Linked DNA regions of Rattus norvegicus: region 1 is linked to region 2. Evidence: chromatin contacts called from public Hi-C data. All regions are on one chromosome and are shown on one strand. The core of a region is the stretch at or near the end of the contact, and the rest is flanking DNA. Distances in the headings are between cores, read along the strand shown.

Region 1 (5,882 bases), core at 2,669-5,168, 290 kb before region 2:
AAACCGATAGTAAAAATAAATCTTTTTAAAAGAAAATACAGAGGGATACAGTTTTTAAACAGTTAAATTACAGTAGATAGTTCTCAGGATGTCCAATAACATTGGAAGTATTCAGCCTCACCAAGGGAATGCAAGCTAAATTAATGATTCTGAGACAACGTGGCAAATCAGATCTTTCCTTTTAATTCAATGTGGCCATGAGTGTAGGGAAATGAGTCACTTTATACTCTGTTGTGGGATACCAAATGCTCTCGCTTCCACAGAACAGTTAGCATTCCCAAGATTTATACCTGTTGACCCAGCTATGCTACTTTGAGGAATGGATTCTGAGAAAAACCTGAAACCATGGAAAGTTATACATAATTACACTTACCACGAGATTATTTATCAGGAGAGAAAACTAATAAGCCCACAATGGAGAATGAGTTAAATGGATTAGAGCATAACATAATTCTAACTGTGAAACCCAGAAAAACAAAACAAAACAAAAAAAGCAATGGGAAGGGGCTAGAGAGGTGAGATGGCTCAGTTCTTAACCCTCTGTGCTGCCAGGGAATCTGGTTTGATTCCAGAACCTGCATGGTGGCTCTCTTCTGGACTTTATGGGCATTGGACAGGCACGTGATGTACAGACATATATGAAGGCCAATACCTGCACACATAAAATGAAATAAAATAAAAATGAAACCGGAGCACTGTGAGCTGGCAGGATAGTTCAGCAGGTAAAAGCACTTGCCATCAAGCCTGCTGACCTGACATGGTGGAAGGAGAGGGCAATTTGTTTCTACAAATTGTCCTGACAGGACACTGTGGGATGCATGAAACTCCACCCCCACAGAATAAGTGTCATAAAAATGTTTAAAAATCTGTTGCTTGCTGAGTATAGTAGTTCACACTTGCTTTCTAGCACTTGAGAAGCTGAGGCAGGAGGATCACCATGAACGTGAGTTCAGTCTTGGCTACATAGAAAGGCATACTTAAAAAAAGAAAGCCTAAGATGACTAAGGTCAAAACTCAAGTGACAGCCTATGCTGGTGAGGATGTGGAGCAAGGGGAACGTTCCTCCATTGCTGGTGGGAGTGCAAACTTGTACAACTACGTTGGAAATCAACTTGGCAGTTTCTCAGAAAACTGGGAATACTTCTACCTTATGACCCACCTACACCATTCCTGGGCATAGCCCAAAAAATGCTCCACCATCCCACAAGGACACATACTCAACTATGTTCATAGCAGCTTTATTCATAATAGCCAGAAACTGGAAACAGCCTACTGGAAACTGGAAACTGGGACATCCTCCACTGGAGAATGGATAAGGAAAACGTGGAATACTATTCAGCAATGAAAAACAAAGATGTCATGAATTTTGCAGGCAAATGGTTGGAACTTGAGAGTATCGTCCTGAATGAGGTGAAGGGGGACTGGAATGGAAGGCAGAAAGAGGGAGGTGAGAGGGGATCAGGGATGGGTGGGGGCTTAGAGGTCAGGTGTGGGGAGGGACAGGTGAGGGAAATGGCAGGATGGCCATGAGAATGAATGGAAATCTGCAACTGATGGGGGGCATCTCCAGGAAGAGATAGAGACCTGGAATAGGGGAGACGCCCAAGAAGCCATGGAGGTGTCCTTAGCTGTGACTCATGGCATTGGGAATATGGGGCCTGGGAGAGCTACCTCCTGTGGCCAGGCAAGAAACCTGCTGGAACAATAGAAACACCATCCTACCCCAAAACTTCTGACCCAAACTTATCCTGTCTACAAGAAACGCAGGGATTGGGGATAGAGCAGAGAGTGAGGGAATAGCTAACCTGCCCAACTTGAGACGCTTCAAATGGGCAAACATCAATCCTTGACACGTTAATAATGCTCTGTTATGCTTGCAGAGGAGTTTAGCATGACTGCACTCTGACAGCCTCTACCTACCAGCTGACCCAAACAGATACAGACACCCATAGCCAAACAGTGGATGCAGTTTGGGGACTGCAGGATTGGAGGAAGGATTGCAGCCCCTGAGAGGATAGGAACTCCACAAAACGACCAACAGAATTAACTAACCTGGACTCTTGGGGCTCTCAGAGGCTGAACCACTGACCAAAGAGCACACAAGAGCTGGACGTGGGCCTCCCCCCACATTTATAACACATGTGCAGCTTGATTTTTCTGTGGGCCCTGAACATCTGGAACGGGGGCTATCCCCAAAACTGTTGCCTGTCTGTGACATATATTCTCCTAGCTGGGCTGTCTTGTCCGGTTTCAGTGAGAGAGGAAATGCCAGGCCTTGCAGAGACTTGAAGTGCCAGGGTGGGGAGACACCCAGGGAGATACCTCACTCTCAGAGGAGAGAGTGAGTACTGTGGGAGAGGAAAAGTGAGAGGGATATAAAGTGAATAAGTAAAACACTTTAAAATTTTAAAAATTCTATTGAAAAACAAAAAATGTCTAGCGCTGGATGTGGTTCATGCCTTTGACCCAGCACTGGGGAAGCAAAGGCAGAGACTGTGAGTTGGTGGCAGCCTGGTCTACAAAGCAAGTGAGTCCAGGAGAGCCAGGGCTTGGAGAAAGCCTGTCTCAAAAATCCCCCCACCCCCAAAAAAGTCTAATAAATTTCAAATATAGACACACATATATATGTATATTACTGGCAATCTTACGATTTAAATTTTTCCAGATTCCTTATAATTTACATATATTCCTTTAATACATGTATACAGAGGTTAATTTACAAAAAAATCTAACCAGTTTTCATCATCGAATGACTATCATTTCCACATATATATTTTAATTATTTGATTTTTAAATTTTATGTGTATGAACGTTTTGACTGCATTTATGTCTATGTACCACTTTGTGTGACTGGTGCCCACGGCGGCCAGAGAAGCACATCGGATACCCAGGGACCAGAATTACAGATGGTTATAAACCACCGTGTGAGTGCTGGGAATCAAACCTGGTCCTCTGGAAGTGCTAAGTTCTGAGTTGTCTCTCCAGCAACCCCCTCTCTCCTCCCCACTCCCATGTTTTTAAAGTGTGTTTTTCAATGGTGAAGGAAAGGGTCTTCCCTGGTGGCAGTCAGTATCCTTTGTTTATCCCCAGGGACAAGGCTGTCAGAGCCATGACCAAAACATCAAGAGATTAAATTTCAGAAATGTCTGCTTCCCTCACGTTTATAGTGTAGAGCCATCCACCCTCTTTTGTCTTCATTCTCTGACTCCTCTTTATCCCCTATCAAAGCACTCTGCTGTCCCTATGGTTTGTAACTTACTCTAATACAGGATGGACGTTTTCCTTACTATCTCTGATTAGGGAGGATTGAGTAATTGTTCCCGTTTTAAATGAGCAATAACAGAATTAACCTGGTACTAGCCTCTTAGTCCCACAGTTAAGAGCGTTTACGTGGTTTGTCCTTAATCCATGTCTGTGGCCATAAATCTCCAGCATCCTTGGCTCTCCTGCACCCCATCTGCCCTTGTAGTGCTTCTCAGGGCCAACTCTCTCTAGGACCAGGCCTTTCACACAAGAGCTGGATGTGTCTGCATTCATAAGAACTAGAGTTCTAGGACCAACAGAAGAACAAACTTCAAACAGGAGGTAAGTGGGGTTGAAGGAGAACACGTGGAGGGAAACAGAAAGGTGTGCGCATGTGCACACATACTCTTCCCCTCCCTCCCTCCCTCCCTCCCTCCCTCCCTCCCTCCCTCCCTCCCTCCCTCCCTCCCTCCCTCCCTCCCGGCTCGAAAATGGTGTATACGGACGATAGATGAAACCACTGTTCTCATTATGTATCTGCCTTTGTTTAAACTCCACCAAATAATAATTCCATCAGTTAACTAGCATGGTGGCAGTGGTCAGGAAGGTTCTGTGCAAACTGCAGGCCACCTCTTGCCTGCTAGGCTCCACCTGGAGTTAAGTGCTGTGAGCCATTTTGGACACAGGATGGCAGTATTACTACATCTGAATTCAGCCAGGGTCTCCTGGCAGATTCTACAAGTCTCTCCTGTGTTTGTGTCCCCCACCCCCAACCCAGCTGCATTCCAAATAAAATGATAACATCTTGTCTATCATTAGATGGGACCCGTGTCTGGGATTAATTTGCCTCCTTTGCCGGCAAAAGAGGCCACATATTGTGTAGGGCCTGTGCACGATAAAAACTGCAAGGGAAGTGCTCTCAGAGGAAGTTAAACACGAAGCGTTTTCCTTTCTTTCCCAGACTTCCAACTTGTCACAGGTTTTTATTTGCTATTTAATAAAGAAAAATGAAATCATTAAATTCAATTTTAAGCCATTAGCAGGAATTGAACCACTCATTTCTAGATTATACAATGCCAGTTCACAATGCAAAGCATGAGCATTTTAATTGCATGCAGAATCACTGAGATTATACAATTCATATTTTATAATGTGCGATTGCCTATGCATCTCGTTCTTACCAGAACAGTGTGAATATTGCATGAAACCAACTCGGTGGCTTTCTTTTCTTTTCTTGATAGGCGTGCGCTCCCGATATTCTGTTGGAGGTTAGGGAGGAGTCAAATTACAAATAAATATATGTCAAGTGGAGAATGAAGCAGGAAAGAGAGAATTATGGTGGGCTTCTCTGTTAGATCATATAATAAGAGAAGGACTTTCGTTGACATTTAAGTGGAGATCTGGAGGACATGAGGGATTGAGCCCAGAGGTTTCTAAGGAAAAAACATTCTAGGCTTCAGAAAGAATAAAAGATATAAACACGTAAAGGCAGTGCAGTGGGAGATGCCTTGACAAAATAAAATAAGGTAGAGGGCAGAAGAGGTCAGAACAGTGGCTCTCCTGGCATCCCACGAGGGACTTTGAATTCCCAACATGGACTTGAGTAGAGATCAGCGCCTCCAAATTGCTCATGAGTTGGTAAATGTCATCACCAGGAACTGCTTCTTTTCTTTCCCACAATACTAGCCTCTACTGTGACTCTCTGGTCTCACCTCCTACTCCAGCTACTGTTGACGGACTAGTTCTAAGCAGACAATTTCTGGTTTAGTTCACTTGTATTAAAAGGCACTGTGTGTTTACATCAGGTACCCCTCCATTCTTGTCTCTGGATTTCTCTGACGCTGGCTTGGTCATCTAGTGAGCCAGAGGCCTGTTTGTGACTCGCTCATGCTCAGCTCCCATGTCTGGTGAGTTGACACTGGGAAAATACCATAAAACAACGGTATGGGGTACCTCAGAAGGCCTCAAAGAGATGCTGGCCTGCAGTGGCTAAGTTGATATGAATGGCACCTTGGTATGGTTTCTCCATTTTTTTCTTCCCCCTGCTATTTCTATCCCTTATTTTGTTCCCCACAAGTTACCCGCAAACAAGCGTTTATTTTGGATCTCACTTTGGGGAGTGGAGGGGGGAGTTTAGGTGAGAATTAAGAATATTCCATCCAAACGATCCTCCTCATCCCTTGATTGTGCCACAGGTCTTTCTTATCGTTTATTCCTATCTTGGTCCTGAGTTCAGAAAGTCTTCACCTCTTGTCTGTTCTACAGTGAACTGGATTTGAAACTTCTATTTTAGTCCTGCCTCCACTTTTTTTATTGTTTTGTTTTTGTTTGTGAGACAGGATCTTTGTGCTCCTGGCTGGCCTCGAACTCTCTCTGTAGACTAGACCTGCCTCAAACCTGTGGTGAGCTCCCCGCCCCCTACCCCTCCCTTCCCAAGTACTGGCATTACAGATGTGTAACCCCATACAGACCCTCCCCCCATTTTCTTGACCCATTATTTGCCCAATACTGTCCCCTACCTTCCTCTACTCTCAGAGTGAGCCTCTCCAAACACCACTTGTTTGGGGGAGGTAGCTGCTCAAAATAAAATCCGAAGCCCCTAGTGTAATATCTGTGACCACAGTAGAAAGTCCTATCAC
Region 2 (5,797 bases), core at 2,359-4,858:
TTCTGAGTTTTGTCCTTAGTGTTAGCTCTGATTTTGCTTTTGTTCTTGGTTGCTTGTCTACCTTGAACTTCTCAGACTGAGAATTTGTGATTCTCCTCATCAACTGTTTACAGGAGTTGGGGGAAATCTTTAGAATTTTATAGGGCTTGGGGGGCTACAAAATTTCCCCAACCTAAGGTAATTTCTGATTTGACCTTCAGACAGGGAAAAAAAAATCAGTTCTTCACTTCCATACTGGCTTGTAGCTCCAGTCCTCACCACCCCAACCTGCAGACACTCACTGGCAAAGTGGGTGAGGACAATGACATAATTTTCCACTTCACCCATGGGTGCCTTCCACTGGAGCAGGGCTTCTGTTGGCGTGATGTTGGTAGCAATTAGATCCATGGGGCTATCCATGGCTGGAAAAGAACAGGAGAATATCAGGCTAAAGAAAGAGGAACTGCAAGGTGCAAGTGCCATAAACCATCAGAATTTTCCTATGTTATGTACATCTGTCACTGTGCTGGATAAAATAATGTAGTGGAGATGGATTCCTTTTCTACCTGTCTGCCTCCATTAATACCTTTCTTTTCTCCCCTTTTTTCTACCTTATCCACTTCTCTTCCAATTGCCCTAAGTCCTTCTTTTACATTGATTCATTAAATTGTTGTGTGCAGAATTCTTTGACGGGTTCGATGGGAAGTCGAATATTCAAAATACTCTGTTGTGCTTTAGACATTTCAATCTATATGGCATAAAGATGCTATGGAAATTTTTATGATTCATTAGTTCCTGAGATAATCCTGCTTTTCAGCCCATTTGTTCTTTCACACATGCAAGAGTGACTTTGTGGAAAGATCTCTGTCTGTGAACTTCAGGAAGTATGGTGGACCTGTGCCAGTAACTTGGTCACAGGGTTGTTGTATCCACTTCTTACATCACCACCCGCAAGCTTCACTCTGGAATGTGTTCTGGGCATCCTTTTGGTTACATAGAAAGCCAGAGGGGTTGTACAAACTTAGGGTAGCCAAGATTGCCTGTCAGGGGAAGAAAGTTTGCTCATGAATACATTATAACTCTGCTCACCCATGTAACTCTTGGATTTACTTACATGTTTTCTTTTCATAAAGTTGGAATTTATTTATGAAACAGATGCAATAGAAACAGTTGAAATGTTCACTCAATGTGAGTCATACAATTTATGCTTGGGAACCAAGACCTACTATTGGTCTACCTCTGTTCTTGGATTAAATGAGCTGTATTTGCTGCTTTTCTTTTCTTTTCTCTTCTCTTTTTGCTTTTGTTCCTTTTCCCAGAGTAAGAATAAGAAATAAAAACCTTTACAATTTAATGTTTTGGATTTTATTTATAATTTGTACTTTCAAAAACGTCTTTAAATTCAGCTCTTACTAGAGTATAAGGTTGGGTGATTTCTGAGATGTGTACCATCTCTTGAAGGAGTTGTCATTTCTACAAGTTTTAAGATCATTGTGATGGCTTTAAACAACTAATGAGGACACTTCTGAGTGTGGCACAGTTACTGGAAATTCCCAGAACCAGTCTGGCTAACCAGAAAGGCAGTGTCGCTTGGTGGCTGCTGAGTTTGTGCTTTTGAGATGTTTGCTGCTCAGGAGTTAGCTTTTGGCCAGAGTCACAGCACTCTTATCTGGGGTAAATTGTGCTCTTGAAGTCCATTTTATGATTTTCAATGAGAAAATAAGGCAGAACTTTCAGGAGGGCAGGAAAGGCCTTTCTTGGCTCAATGGTCATTTCTTCTGGTCAACATTTATCAAGCCCACTTTAATGATCACTGGCAAAACATAGCTAGTGCATCTAACATACAGTTGCAGATCCAGAAGGAGGGAGACTGCTGTCCTGAGAAAGGTACATTTTTATGTTTCTGAAAAATGTTTTTGCCACTGTGTTAAAAGATGCTGTTTTGGCTCTTGTGAGGGGACCTACAAGGCAGGAGGATTTCTTAGGCACATTTCCCTCCTTCAGAAAACACCATCTCTTGGGAAATTAAGCAGCGATGGGAAATCCAGGTGTTCTCTTAATGAGGCAGGCTAAATGTTTTCCTATGTGTAGTGGAAACTATGGTTTAACTAGAAGGTTCTCACTGTTAACGATAGAAACTGATGGCTGTGCCTTCCACCAGAATCTAGAGCAAATCTTTGCTAATTCTATGTGCTGTACTTGCTTAAGGACCAGAGAAGGAAGGCTAGTGGAGTTACTGAAAGAGAGACCTATCCTTGGGTTTATCCAGAGCTCCTTTTCTGAAGAAGGCATGGTAGAAGAATTTCTCTTTCCTACTTCCCATATTAAAGTTCATCTTTCTTCCCCACCTCCCTTCCTCTGGAGCTCCTTTTGAGGACACAAAGGACATTTAGTCAGCCTACAGGAGAACAAGGATTATATAGTGTTCCTGACAGCCTCTGGGGATGCTAAGAAGGGCCACCCTCACCTCTACTGCCTTCATACAGGTGAAGAACTTAGAGTCTTTTCCTTGGAGCAAAGACAACACACCTATGGGATGGTTATGTATGACGAATAATCTCACCCTACCCCTAGTTTCCTGAAACTGGAATAACAACTTTTCTCTGATGTTTCTCTCCCCCCACCCAATCTTAAAGAGATCCAATGGTTCAAATGTTTGCTGTGGAATCTATCTCCATCATGCATCTTGGAAAGGGCATTCTTCATAGTAGAAGTTCCGTGAACATTCCTAACCTGAACCAGCAAGACTTCTCCTCAAGTCTGACTCACCAAGCTCCTATTATTAGACAGAACAGTCTGTAGGGAGAGAAACCACAACTTGTCCTGAAGGACAGTGAGTCAGAGGAGCCAAGGAATGTCGTCTCAGGCCCTGGAGCCAGTATCTGCTGTATGAGCTGGAATGATTTCACTCTGCTTCCGGTGTTTGTTTCAAGCCCGCTGCTTATGTCCTGACTGGACACCCAACAAAAGAGCCATGTGTGTTTACCTGTGTGCACCAGGGTGCAGATGCGTTCACTCTCCTCCCTGCCGCGTACACTGTTGAGGCTTATTTCATATTCAGTAGCTGGATAGAGCCTGGTGATTGTGAACTCTGTCACAGTGTTGGGCACGACAGAGCTGTCCAGCCGTCCCACTGAGGAAGAACAAAATCCATCATTAAAAGTTCAACAGTTCTCTCATCAGCGGGTCCATGGCTCCGTGTACATTGGGACAGTGGGTCATGAGGCACAGATGGATGTGGGCTCAGCATGCAATGGGGAAGGGAAGGCAGATAAATGATTCATAAGATGGTAATTATGGGGTTTACATAGATCTTATATGCTGGCCTCACTCTTTCATTTTATGGGCTTCTTGGAACAAAAGTAAATGAGCCATTTATTATGTAGATTTCTATCAGACTGGTCTTCTCTGAGGTGGGCATATCAGTATAGTGACAGGGTATAGTATATCAGAGTGAGCAGAGCTGCAAAAAGTATCCTATGCAGCCCAGAGAAAGGTAGCCTGGAAACTGTCCTACCTCTGGCTGGAAGTGAACATTCCCTCCACTTTGTTAACAATGCCTCATATACCAGCAAGAACTGGCAGTATACAGGCAAGCTCTCTGCCAGTTTCTCTGACTCATACATTGGCGACAATAGTAGAATTAGGATCACATCATTGCGGTTCCCTCCAGGGCTCCATCTGGCTCTGCTAGGTCTTTATCCTTACCCTGGATTCTAGTCTTAGACTTTATGCTCTGTATAGTACATGTAGTGCTGGCTCTTGATAAAGTCGTTTAGAATTCATTGTTTTTCATTGTGTAGCCTAGCTAATGGTGTCCAGTTATTTCCAGTGGTAAAAGTGTTTGGCTCTCTTGGTGGGATAATCAAGCCTATTTTGAGAGGAGTTGGTGAGCTCATGGTTTCTCGGTTTTTCTTCATCAATACACTCTCATTTTGAGGGATTATGCTACAGAGGGGGCCTATGCCATGTGGTTGTGGTTGTGCCCCCATAATCATCTCTAACCAACTTCGAGCCTTATTTATGTTTGAGAAACAAGATCATATCATTACCTTGGGTGGGTCGATAGGATACTCGGTAGTAATCAAAAGGCGCAACAGGAGGGCTCCAGGAAACTGTCAGGGAGTCCTTAGTCACGTTGCTAATTGTGATGTTTTTGGGAGGATCAATTCCTACAAAGATCAGGGAGTTGTGGGGAAAAGACAGAAGCACAGTTTGAAAATGGAATATCTATTCCTAGATTTGTGTTGATCCACTAATATCCCTCAGGCAGGCATAACCCTACACAACTAACTGGGCATCCCTAAATGACAGTGTGATGTCACACTTGTAACATTGTAGCTATAGCTAAAGCCAGTCATGAATGTCCTAACAACAGGAAGCTAAACTGGCAAGATCTGTGTTTCTGTGCAGCAACTACTACTTATGTAGACCAACTAGAAATTTCCTGTTAAGTTCATGTGTTTTATTTCAAATAGAGAATCACATAATTATCTTCTCGAAGGGAAACTTCTCCTGGAAAAAGTCAACTCTGCTACTCTCTCTTAGTTTTTATCATCTACTTTTGGCTCAGTTTGGAAAAATTGCCTATTAACTGTAGAGAGAGTTTAGAGCACAAATCCTAAACAAATATACTTTCCTAAGTTATATTTTATTTATGGTGCATATTTATGGTGCACTTAAACTGTGGGGTTGCACTAGCAGACTAACATACTTTTCCAATTTGTGAGTTCTTGTCAGTATGGAGGGAACTATCTAATCATACGTGTTTTTATGTACAAATATGTCATTTTGGCATTGCATTTGCAAATGACCAAATGGAAATGACCCAACTCATCTAGGAGTTCTAAGTCTTCCAAACAGTGCAAATCAGCTCCTGTCTCTGAATGTCAGGTTACTACATGGTTACATGCTAGCTCTCTGTTAATTCTGAGGAAGAATCATTTATTAGGCAGTCAAGAGATGGCTCTCTAGAATAGAAACATCACCTTTTTACTTAGAAGGATTCCCTCAGAGACAAGCTTTTTCCAGGGCATTTTCCTAGATTGGTAAATCTAGGACCAATACATCCAAGACTTGAGCCTGCAGAGCATTGGGCCTTTCCTACTTTTCAAATGGGAGTTTCTCATCCTATGTCTCTTATGCAGGGCTGGAAGAAGTACCTGCTTCAAAGTAACTCACAGAAGTCTATTAGCCACAGACTCAGTCTGCTGTTTATTGAATGCTTCCTTTTTTAGATTGCATTGGCTTTTCAAAGGCTGAAGTGAGAACCCTCTTCAACCTCTCCAGCCTCACCTGTAGTGATAGAACCCACTATGGGTTCAGAGGTTACTGTCCCATGGACAGCTACGAGATTCACTATATATTCAGTGGCTGGCTGTAGACCCATTAGGACGGCGTGCCTCTTGGTGGCATCCAAGAGAACCTCCATCATCTCCTCCTCTTCATCCCTGGGGCTGTAGTTCAGAATGAGTCTGTCTGCTGGGGGAGATGGGTCACTCCAGGTGATGTTGACACTGGAGGAGGTCACATGAGAAAAGTGCAAGTGGGAGATAGGGCGGAAGCCTGCAAAGTAGAGAAGATTGGCTGCTCTGAGGCATATGTGTGGTAGCGGGCCATTGGGCCGAGATTCTTGACTTCCCTCTATGATGATGAGGGCTATACTCTCACCTGCTGGCTCAGAGGACCTACCTCCTCCTCCCACTCCAGTCCAGGCTAGTCCACTCTTTCCAAGGCACATACTGAACAGTCAAGTCTAATAACACTAGAAGTATCTCTGATGAATATTCATAATATGGATCCAGGATTTTAATTTTTA

What was found. Hi-C and Micro-C count contacts between places; a contact is called where the count stands out from the background.
Region 1: a Hi-C map of mammary epithelial cells shows a contact between it and region 2, with 2.8 times the contacts expected there. The contact joins two enhancer-like sites. A contact is called at or near these places in 3 of 12 Hi-C or Micro-C datasets (the A7r5 cell line, the Rat2 cell line and mammary epithelial cells).

What each region holds. Positions count from the first base shown.
Region 1 is chr13:74,949,722-74,955,603 of GRCr8, reverse strand. No RefSeq gene overlaps it. Among named protein-coding and RNA genes, the nearest start is that of Mrps14, 9.9 kb to the left of the region's middle. Within about 2 kb of position 3,918, at least 4 of the 93 cell types and tissues checked have an H3K27ac peak or open chromatin away from gene starts, as enhancers often do.
Region 2 is chr13:74,661,817-74,667,613 of GRCr8, reverse strand. It overlaps Tnr (tenascin R), which reads right to left. Exons shown (of 21, transcript NM_013045.2): 10 at 5,275-5,544; 11 at 4,032-4,151; 12 at 2,966-3,112; 13 at 282-401. Among named protein-coding and RNA genes, the nearest start is that of Tnr, 40 kb to the right of the region's middle. Within about 2 kb of position 3,608, at least 25 of the 93 cell types and tissues checked have an H3K27ac peak or open chromatin away from gene starts, as enhancers often do.